3 separate regions of the Anser cygnoides genome follow, and regions 2 and 3 are each linked to region 1. A link is a contact called in public Hi-C data. All regions are on one chromosome and are shown on one strand. Each heading gives the region's core, a stretch centred on a gene start, on an enhancer-like site or on the middle of the called end of the contact. The rest is flanking DNA. Distances are from core to core; before and after follow the strand shown. Region 1 holds the start of MGARP (mitochondria localized glutamic acid rich protein). Region 2 overlaps MAML3 (mastermind like transcriptional coactivator 3). Region 3 holds the start of MAML3 (mastermind like transcriptional coactivator 3).

The links. A called contact is a pair of places that touch in the nucleus more often than the background predicts.
Region 2: a contact with region 1 is called in a Hi-C map of liver, with 5 times the contacts expected there. The contact joins the enhancer-like site here to the promoter of MGARP in region 1. A contact is called at or near these places in 2 of 7 Hi-C or Micro-C datasets (both in liver).
Region 3: a contact with region 1 is called in a Hi-C map of liver, with 2.5 times the contacts expected there. The contact joins the promoter of MAML3 here to the promoter of MGARP in region 1. A contact is called at or near these places in 2 of 7 Hi-C or Micro-C datasets (both in liver).

What each region holds. Positions count from the first base shown.
Region 1 is chr4:40,847,586-40,851,000 of Taihu_goose_T2T_genome, reverse strand. It overlaps MGARP (mitochondria localized glutamic acid rich protein), which reads left to right and starts at 1,582. Exons shown (of 7, transcript XR_010831459.1): 1 at 1,582-1,751; 2 at 2,703-2,806. It overlaps LOC136790815 (a long non-coding RNA gene), which reads right to left. Exons shown (of 5, transcript XR_010831479.1): 5 at 538-672. NDUFC1 (NADH:ubiquinone oxidoreductase subunit C1) reads left to right here. Exons shown (of 4, transcript XM_066996699.1): 4 at 57-207. The coding sequence ends at 57.
Region 2 is chr4:41,130,567-41,133,978 of Taihu_goose_T2T_genome, reverse strand. All of the region lies in intron 1 of MAML3 (mastermind like transcriptional coactivator 3), which reads left to right. Among named protein-coding and RNA genes, the nearest start is that of MAML3, 76 kb to the left of the region's middle. Within about 2 kb of position 1,833, at least 2 of the 3 cell types and tissues checked have open chromatin away from gene starts, as enhancers often do. A contact at or near this core is called in liver, where this site is marked.
Region 3 is chr4:41,205,703-41,209,229 of Taihu_goose_T2T_genome, reverse strand. MAML3 (mastermind like transcriptional coactivator 3) reads left to right here and starts at 1,284. Exons shown (of 5, transcript XM_048074966.2): 1 at 1,284-2,718. The coding sequence starts at 2,281.

The DNA of each region.
Region 1 (3,415 bases), core at 333-2,832:
CTAACCCACTTCATTGTGTGTATTTCCTTTGTGCTAATTTTTTCCCCCTTTCTTAGGTTGACCAGAGGCTTGGTAAGAAATATCATCATCGGTTGTGTCCTGTGGATAAATGAGCACAGCAGAAGTACAAAGTATCTAAACACTTACCTGTTCATACATTTCATGTGCATTATTATAAAATAAATGATAAAATGTGGAAGAAACTTACGAAGACTCTTCTTGCCATGTGTTTTCATTCTACTGTCTTTCATAAACTGCTTTCATATAGCATTTACCTTTTTCACAGTTTTGAAAATAATTTTCACAAACTGTCTTTATTATTCTGGAGGTTGCGTTACAAATTCAAGAGTGATTTAAGAGGAAATTTAGCAAATATTTCAAAAATTGAGTGCTCTTGCCATTATTTTCATGGCTGAATTTCCAAAATAAGCAAATATAAGAATGACATTTACCAGAATTCTAATAAAATAGTTATTTGTATAAATGCTGAAAATGCATTTTCTACCTCACATGCCAAAGGGAAAGCTTTCAGCTCAGTTTTCGCTAGATAGACTTTCAAAGGCTGACCCAGTGGTTTGAAGACCTGCTGTAATTTGTTACACATCTTGTAGTTCTTTGAGTACTGACTATTGTTCTTCATTTCTTTGTGGTCTGATTTTTTTTTTTCGCCTCCTGTAGAACAGAAATGAAGCATTATTGGATATAATACCAAAAAAAATCAGAAATAACCAACCATTAAATTCTGTGGGTTTGATCACTACTATTATTTCCTTGGCAGTAACCTTGCTTTGCTTTTGATGTGGCGTGGAAGATAAACGTACTTCGTGCTTACAGAAAGTTAGGATGAAAGTTCAGTCCTCAGAACTGTTTAACTGACCTACGGCTCATTAGTTTACCCTTTCCCAACTGGTATTACATATTTTCTTAAGGGCACAGGCAGTTTTCTGCTTTCCAGCTCTTTGAGACCTGTCACAGGTAGCTGTGCCCAGCTGTTCACCAAGGATGTGTTCCGTGAAGGTGCGGTAGTTACCAGCTCAAGGGACAGTGATGCAATTTCACAGTATTTCTGAAGGGCAGCAGAGGGGGAGTGCGTGCAGCGCTGCGCTCTGGGTATGTCTGGAGGAGAGGCAGGAGCGAGCTTGGCTGGCGGAGGTGCCGGCCTTCATGCGCTGTGTGTTGCGGTGCTGGTGCAGAGAGAGCACGCCTCTGGTGATGGTCTGTGAGGCAGCGTGCTGCCTCCTGGGGACTCACACCTGCACCTGCCATAAGCCAAGGTCGACCAAGGGCAGAGGACGGCAGCGGGATGATGACAGCCAGCGGGACGAGCGCTGCGTGGTCAGGAGGGGAGCTTGAAGGCTGCTTGGAGAAGGGGCAGCCGGCTGTCCGTGTGGGCGAGTGACCCTGAAACGCTTTACAGGCTAACGGGACCCGAGGGCTGTGGCTGGCCTCCTGCGCTGCCGGCCCGCCTCAGCCCGCCTTTGGGGCGCCCGACCCGAACGCCCTTGGCGTTACACGGCGCGGCTCCCCCGGCGGGGCGCCGGGCGAAGGGGCCGCCCTCGCTGCTCCGACCGCCTCCCGGGGCGGGGCGGGGCGGGGCGGGGGGACTGCGGTGCGTGCCGGTGCTCCCGCAGCGCCCGGTGCTCGCTCCGCCGCCGCCGCCGCCACCATGTACCTGTGCAGGGCCGCCTCGCAGGCGCTGGCCGCTCGCCTCAGCCGGGCTCCCTCGGCGGCGGGCCGCCTCCAGCACCGCGGTACGGCTCGGGGGGGGGGGGGGACACAGGTGCGGCGGGCGCGCGAGGTGACCGTGGGGGCCGTTGGCGGCTCCCCCGCCTGAGGGAGGGGGCGGGAAGGGCGTGAGGCGCCCCGCTGTGCCCCGCCGTGCCCCGCCGGGGCGGCCGAGGAGCGCGTCGAGGCAGGTGATGCTATCCGTAACCCGGCGTGTGATGGCGGCTGCGGCTGTTCCTGAGGCTGCCGAGCGCGTTCTGGGCGCGCTGCGGGGGTTCTCGTGCGGGATGAAGGCGCAGAACGCGGCTGACGGCTCGGTCCTCAGACAGCGTTTGGTCGGGGGGCCGGGTTTTGAGCTGTGCTGAAGCATCTCCAGGCTGCAGCACGCAGCGAAGCTGGAGGAATGACGAACGAAAATCGATGACTAACCCTGCCTTTCTGGTGCGATGAGCGCCCGATCGGTGATCAGGTTGTGTAATCCTGCCTCCCTGCCCTGTTGGCCAACGCTCGCGGTTACGGGTATGCATCTAAAGGTCAGCAGCCTATTTGCAACGAAACAACGTGGATCGAAAGGAAACGGCTTTTTCTTAAAGTGCACTGCTGTTACACCGAAGGGAGTTTGTTACCGCTGCTGATCGTGACTGCAGCAAGACGGAATAACGCCAGATTAATTCTTTTAATTCTTAGGCTGAGCATGTCTATTTAGCTGACATCCAGTACCTGGAAGCTGATGTAGGCAGACAACAGTTCACAGAAAATCTTACGCTCTTAGGAAGATCTCAGCTGTGTACCCCATTCATGTTAGGCACCACACCCCATTTTAGCCAGTTGTACTAAACATTGCTAAGCTACATCCCCCCGTTTTGCTACAGATCTTTTGATGGTCCCTTCCCATCTAAAGCTCAGACTGCAAAATTCTATTTTATGATCCTATTTTAGCAGTAATTTTACATCGCTATCAATAACGTTTTTTCTAGCACCGCTTCGCCAGATGTCATCTGGGAGTGTTCCTGGCTCTTCTGGAGAGAACATGATTTACTATCTCCTTGCTGGCGTTGCTGCTTTTGGTGGTTTATTTTATGTAAGTGATTGGCAGTGGAGCTATCTGTGCTTTCTGAGCTGATGTGGTTTCAGGCGTGTTCTGCGTTTAAAAAATAGGGTCAGGATGTAAACTCTGTCAATAAAATGTGGTTGTCATAGCACATAGTTAAAGCAGTTTAACATAAAAATCAGTCCAAGAGAATTAATCAGACAAAATATAGTGCTTGCCTATTTTACTGTTATTTTGATGTGCATAGCTACAGTGATTCTCAGTGGGAAACCTGTTTAAAGCCATGTGAAATGAATGTGTCCAAAGACAGAGTAAAGCATCTGTCTCTAACACCTTGCCTCTTCTTGCGACTACAAACATTAAGGACGTACTGCAGAAGGCAAGAGGGATGTGAACCCAGAAGGGGAAGATTATGAACCTGGTTAACTGGGGCAATAAGAAAGATATGAATATTAATCACTTAGAAAAAGCACATTTGAGTTTTGTAAACACCAAGCTATTTTCAAACACTTTCAGTAATCATTTTCCACTCTGCCTCTAAATATATCAGGCTCTGTGCTTCATGCCCCTAAAGCCTTTGTTTTATAGCTTTCTTCCCTCGAGATTTGAGATAGTGACTAGCACATCCCAAAGAGGTAC
Region 2 (3,412 bases), core at 584-3,083, 280 kb before region 1:
TAGATTGATTTCTCTGTCTGTAATTTACAGAAAATAATAAATTGGTGGTTTGCTTATTGCATTTTGTGAAGAACGCACACAACTGTTGGGCTAATGTAAAAATGGCATTTCAGTAATAATTATGGATATCTTGCTTCAGCCTCATTTAGAAACATATAATTGAAGTGATAGATAGATGTGGTGCTTATAAATAGTTTAGGTTTGCTAATGTAATAATGAGCAGTTCTTTCATTCTCTCGTTCTCTAGTTTTTACTTTCTCCTATGTGGTTTTGCTTCTGTGGCGTGCATATATATACATTTTATATATATATGTGCGTACATGTACCTACCAGAAGAGGTTGTTGGGGACAGGTCAGCATTTGAGGTCCAACTAATCGGGTACAGTCAGTGCAGACAGTGTGACTTGTTTCCCTCAAGCTGGGAAGAAAATCCCTTCTTCTTTTGGCTTCAGAGCAAGCTGAATAGGTTTCCTGATGTCCCCCAGACCAAAATTGTCAGTGAGAGGTTATAGGTGGGAAAGGAGGGTAAAATACAGCATTTTAAATGGCAGGAAGGTGAAAATGTAAATGTTAGGGGCAGATGTCTGGCCACAAGGATATTGTAGTGTTATCCAGGGGAAACACCTTGGTGCTGAGGCACGACTCGCCTGCCTGCAACTGTGGCACCTTTGTATACCCCTGACGAAGCATGCCTACCTGAAAAAAATGGCTCTGTGGTGTGTTTTTTTAGATTTTATAAAAAATACCCATTAAGGAGAATAGGTGTCCACTCCGCTCCTCCTTTATGGGTGATGTCCAAGTCCCCCTGACAAGACCTTGGCTGTGCAGCAGCGTGGCTGCTTCCATTCTGCTTGCAGAGCTAGTTATTCGGTTCCAGCGTCCACTAAAGCAATCGCCAAAAGCAGTTAAAATAAAACTCATTACGGCGGGCATGGGATACGGTACGTTTTGAATCCCGAGGATGTGCCGTAATCAACTTTGACCAGGTTCCCTTCCCCGTAGCAGCAGATAACAAAATTTACATTTCCACTGTGTATAAGAAACCGAAAAGATGAATCCCTGCAGAATCGAGTGAGGACCGTTGTTCCCTTTGTCTGCTGAGAAGCAGTTGTTAGTTATTTGTGAGAGAAATCCACAAGTCCTCTCCAAAGGCGAAATCTTCTGTATTTCTTGGAGATGGAAATAAGCATTCTGTGACTGACAAACAGCTGAGTTTTCTACAAACACCGATTTATTTTTTCCTCCTTTGTTTTACAGCTTGGTTCTTCTAAGCACTGTGAAAATACCTTTGTCCCCCTTTCCCTGTTCCTGGGATGCATTATTCTTCCCAGAGGCCGGGCTGGTGTTTGTAGAAAGCCACTTCTGTGGGCAGATCTTGCCTGTTGAAGTAGGGCTTTGGCTGAGATAGCCCAGGCCTCGTTAATACTTAACGTGGAGTAAACACGGCAGGTCGTACCCAGCGCTGTTACGCACGCTCCGCAAAGCTGGCGCCAGCATCTTTAGCTGACAGAGGTCAGGTGAAAACAGGTCTGCTGTCTGGGAGAGGACTATTTTTTTTGCTGTAAAAGAGGCAGAAACCCAAGATTCCCAAACGGTTGAGGGTCGTTTTTTGGCTGAGCAGAGCACGTTGCCTTGCAGAGAGGCTGGATGTACTAAATCCCTGTTAAACTGAGAACCCCAGGTGCAACTGTTCCTTCTGGAGCCCAAACCCAGAGGCATTTGGGAGGGGGAGAAGTAAGGGGTGGCCTGATTAGAGTTGTTTGGAGTCTTGTCTTATTTTTACAGTGCAGTTGGCGTCTGTACGGGCCATCCATTTTCCCAGTGCATGGCATTATTTTCCTTTGTTTTGTTACCTCTTGGATAAGGTTGCTGCACTTTGACATCACTTGCCTCCTGGAAATGTCAGCCCTTTGTTTTCACACTCATGGAGTTTGTGACAGCTGCTTGAAAGAGAACTTTGCAGAATAAACTAAAACAGCTGCAAGAACTTCAAGTATCTCTAGTGAAGCACCTTGAACTGTTTGCTGTGTTATTCAGCTTGGCACGTGGAGAAACATGTCTCTCTGAAGCTGTACGTATCCTGGGTTTCCATTAGCAATCCAGCCTCGCTCAGCAGAACCCACTAAAAATACAAAGCATCTGCTCGCTCCACCATGCCAAACCATCCCGAAAGAACCAAGCACCAGCCCCTCAACCAGAAATTTTGTCCTGGCTATGGGGAAGACCAGTGAGAAAAAGAAGTCCCATCACCAAGCCCCTTACAGAAACCTCTCCTCTATTGTAAACCTCCCCGGTCACGGAGGAGAAGTGCAACACCTGCAGAAATACGAAGGTTACGTTAAGGCGGGACCCCAGCCAGATGGAGTTTATAAACTAGAAAGATCCAGTGACCTGAGGTGAGCTCATGGGACCACAGAGACTTTCCCTGCATGTCCTTTTTGAGCTGCAACACCCGCCGGCATTTCCAGTCTTGAAAGTGCCTGGTGCAGAGCAGGTATCAGCCACGTCACCTTCTCCAGGGCCTCACCTGTGCCCAGGGCTGAGGCCCTGCTCTCTGCTGTCAACTGCTGGCTGCCTGTCCGAGGTGGAAATACTCTTTGTGTAGGTGTGCAGGACCTACTCTTACAGGCGTGCTGCTTTTTCCAACTTGCAGGACTACCAAGGGAGAGGCTGCCTGGCAATAGGTGTGTGCTGGATGCAGCCTCAGTCTAGCAGCGCTGTAGGGTCCTTTGAGATAAAGGATGCCATGCGTGATGATGCTGATTTGTTTGAGTTCTGCCTAAATACAGCTAAAGCAACGCCGTAACCAGGAGGTGGTCTGGGCTGGCTTGCAGGTTTTCAGCAAGCTGCTTTCTGTGTTTTTCGGCATCGTTTAAAAAGCGCTCCCTAGCTCGTGGTTATGAACATAATCTTCCCAATGTGCGTGGAATCTAAATTGGCGCAGAGCAACTTGTCAGAGTCTGCACCCAGTCTGCAGCAGGAGCTCCGGGAGAGATGTGAACTGCCTTTGTTCTTTGCAGTGGGGGTGTTAACTCTGAAGTTTATGATAATGTACTTGCCAGCATTGTTAATTATTCCACTGGAAGGAAGGAGCTGGAGAGCCTGCACAATTTGCTGTCGGGAAGGGTCTTGTTTCGGCGTTCCAGTTTGGCGTCTCAAATAGGTGCCTGGGCGAGCCCTGCTGCCTTGGGGAGGGGGTCTCCTCAGTCCCTCACCTGTGTCCTTCTCGTTCCTCTTTGATACAAATAGGACTTCTGGAAACCTGTGTTAGCAGACTCTCCATGCTTATGATGTTAAAGAAATGATTTTTTTTTTCTTCCAGTGGATCCTCACGATTGTGGAGCTCATTAACCTGAATGGCTCAATTAGCCAAATGCTAACCTGCTGCCATCGCTGCTGCTGCTGTCGCTGT
Region 3 (3,527 bases), core at 35-2,534, 360 kb before region 1:
TTAACATGAATGGGGAAACAGAGGGCTACAATTTTGCTCGGCTTTGTTTCAACCTCAGCCAGTTCAAACGTGTCTTTTGATCAGAATCAACCGTTTTTAGAACGTATTCAGATGTTTTTCACAGACCTGATGATGCATCTGTTTGCAAGACTTCAAACATTAAGCGCTTTGGTTACTACCAACCTGTTGCTCAAATCATCGTCCCCTGGCGGAAGCAAAATAGGTAGATGAGAGACTTAACAACAACAAAAAAAAGCCTAAATTCAGAGTATGCTGGAATTTAATTCTCTAGCAATGCAGCATGCACTTGATATAGCATGTCGTGCTCGCTGCCCAAGCGGAACGCGGAAAGTTTGGGATGTGTTACTCCGTGTGGCCTGAGAAGCGATGCATATTGTTAGTCGTGAGGAAAACAAGACAGCTGCTGGGACATGCCCCAGGGAGCAGCCCCTACAAGTAGCAGTAACAGCACGGGGATAACCGGCAGCCCTCCGGCGTGTCTCGGTGTCCCGGCAGAGCTGGGCTCGGAGCAGCGCTGCAGCGAGCTGTCTGCGTGCCGGCTGCGGGCTGCAGGGGGCACTGCGGAGGAGCCCAAAAAAGTACTGGGAAGTTCAACCTGAGCGGCGCCGGCCGAGGCGCTGGCCTGCCGGCACTCCGCTTCCACAAAAACCACCAGGACAGCCCCCGGGTCTCCCCGCCGGCCCTCGCATTCGGCCTTTTTACGCGCGTTTGTCTGCAGGAGAGCAACGCAGGGGTGTTTTGGGGCCGGAGGGAGGACTGAAGAGGTTCCCCCGCAAGCGAGGCAGGGCTCGCAGCCCCCCCCCGAGCACAGCTGGGGCTGCTCCCCGCGTGCTGAGCGAGGGGCGAGCGCCGGGAGCAGCCGGCAGCTACGCTCCTCGGGCTGCTGCTGAAGGAAAGTTGGAAGGGGGGAGAGGGGGGCAGGCAGGCCCCTTGGTCCCGGGGGGGCCTCGCAAGGTGCGGCCGGCCGGTGCCGTCGCCGCCGCGATGGGGACGAGGCGAAAAGCAAATGTCACCCGCCGAGCGGCTGGAGCAGACAAAGCCGGCTGCGGAGCAGCGCCCCGCGCCCCGTGCTCCCCGGTTCCCGATCCCCCTTAGGAGAACGAGGGGGGCGTCCCCGCGGGCAGGAGCCCCGCGGCCCGGGGGAGCCCTCCGGGGGGTGCGGGCCCCCTCCGGCCGCGGGGAGCCGTGCCGGGGGAGCCGTCCGCTCCTGCCGGGCGGCTCCGCGCCGGGTTTTGCACCGCGTCCCCGGGTCTGCCTCCCCGCCGGCCCGGGGGAGCCGCCGCCGTCCTGCTAGCGCTGCGCGGGCACGGCGGGAGGAGGAGGAGGAGGAGGAGGAGGGCGCTCGATCATTGTGATGGTGGCAGGAGCGGCGGCAGGAGCAGCAGCAGCAGCAGCAGCGCGCAGAGCGGAGCGGCGCGGCACGGGCTTGGCGCTGGGGCAGCGCCCCGGAGCCTCGCTGCTGCTGCTGCCCCCCCCGACCCCGGCCCCGGCCCCGGCCCCGGCCCCGGCCCCGGCCCCGGCCCCGCGGGCGCTCGCCGGGCTCCCCCCCGCCGGTATGCGGCCGGGCGGGCAGCGGGCGCGGCGCGGCGGCGGCCCCAAAACTTTTCTCTAGGCGGGGAGCCCCGGCGCCGGCCCCCCCGCCCCGCTCCATGCCGGGGGGGCGCGCGGCGCGTGCCCGGCGGAGAACCGGGGGTGGGGGGGGGCGCGCGTCCCCGCGTCCCCGCGCGCGTGCATGCGGCTCGCTCCCCGGCGGCGGAGCGGTGTCCGGGGGCAGGAGGCGGTCCCGCGGCGATGGGCGATGGGGGGCAGGCAGCGGCCCCGTAGCGCCCGGGGGCGGCCGCCCCAGCAGCAGCAGCAGCAGCACCGGCAGCGGCAGCAGGAGCAGCAGCAGCAGCACAGCTGGCCGTGCGGGTGGCCGCGCCGCCGGCGATAACCTCCCGGCACCTCCGCTCGCCGCCTTCCTCCCTCCCTCCCTCTCTCCCTCCCTCCTCCTCCTCCTCCTCCCTCTCCTCCTCCTCCTCCTCTCCCCCCCCGCCGCCGCTCGCTCCCCGCTTCATGTTTTGGAGAGCCTCGAGGGGGATTGGCTGGGGGCGAGGAGGGACGCTCGCCGGGGCTCGCCGCTCGCCCGCTACATGCCGGCGCCCCCTCCTCCCCCCGGCGGCCCTCTGAAAAGTATCCCGCCGGGACCCCGGAGGGGACTGCGTGCGCGCCGGGGGCAGGCTCCAAACTTCTTCCAAAATAGTGCGCGCGGGGCAGGCGATGGGGGATTTCGCGGCCCCCGCCGCCGCCTCCAACGGCGGGGGCATCTGCATCAACAATAACCTGGGCGGCGGGCTCGGCGGGGCCGCTCTCGGGGTCGGCGGCGCCCCCCACGGCCCGCCCGCCGCCGCCCCCGGGAACAATGCTGCCGGCGGCGGCGTCCCCAAGCACAGCACGGTGGTGGAGCGGCTGCGGCAGCGCATCGAGGGCTGCCGGCGGCACCATGTCAGCTGCGAGAGCAGGTACCAGCAAGCCCAGGCGGAGCAGCTGGAGCTGGAGCGCAGGGACACGGTGAGCCTCTACCAGAGGACGCTGGAGCAGAGGGCCAAGAAGACGGGCGCCAAGCAGCAGCAGCAGCAGCAGCAGCAGCAGCAGGGCAAGCAGCAGCAGGATGCCGAGCCCGCCGCGGCGGAGCAGAGGAACCACACGCTGATCATGGTAAGGGCAGGGGGCGGCACGGGCCCCCCACCGGAGGGGAGGGAGGCTCGGCCTCGGGCACGGAGCGTGTGTGGGGGGGGGGGGGGGGGGGGGCGTTCGCGCAACTTGCATGGAGCGAGCAAACTTTTTGTTGTGTTTTTATATTTTTTTTTTGGGGGGGTGGGGGGAGCGGGGCCGTGGGGTGCGTGTTTTGGGGCGCGGGGCTCCGCTCCCCGCCGCCGGGAGAGGCCGGCAGCCGGCGCCCCAGGCGAGAGCAGGCTGCGCTCAGCCGCTTCCTAAAGTTTGCTCGGGTTTTAAGGAGCTCGGCGAGCGGCGGGGGGGGGGGGGGGGGCAGGGGGCGGGGGCTGAGCCGCACGGAGCGGAGCCGCGAGTAGGAAGCGGAGTTTCCCACTCCCAGCCCGCTCCCATGATGAATAATCAAAGGCGGCGCGGGGGGAGCCGCGACCCGCTGCCAGCGCCGGCCTTATTTATAGCAGGTCGCGGCCGGCGGCACGGCTCGGCACGGCTCCGGGGGGGCAGCGCCCGGGTGTCCCGGCGCCCCCCCCCCGTCCTCTCCCGGGCAGGGGGCAGCCGGGGCCTCGCCGTCTGCAGGGCGCACAATGGGCGGCGGAGCCCGGCGGGGAGGAGGAGGAGGAGGAGGAGGAGGAGAGGAGGCGTGTGGTTTACAAGCCCCGCACGTCCCTCCCTCGCTCCCTCCCCTGCCGCGCGGGGGGGTCCCGCAGGGCGGCAGCTGCCGCCGGCCCCCGCGGGGGGAACCGTGACGGAGCGGCGGGGGGCGGCCTCCCCGTCCCATTTCCATCCCGTCCCCG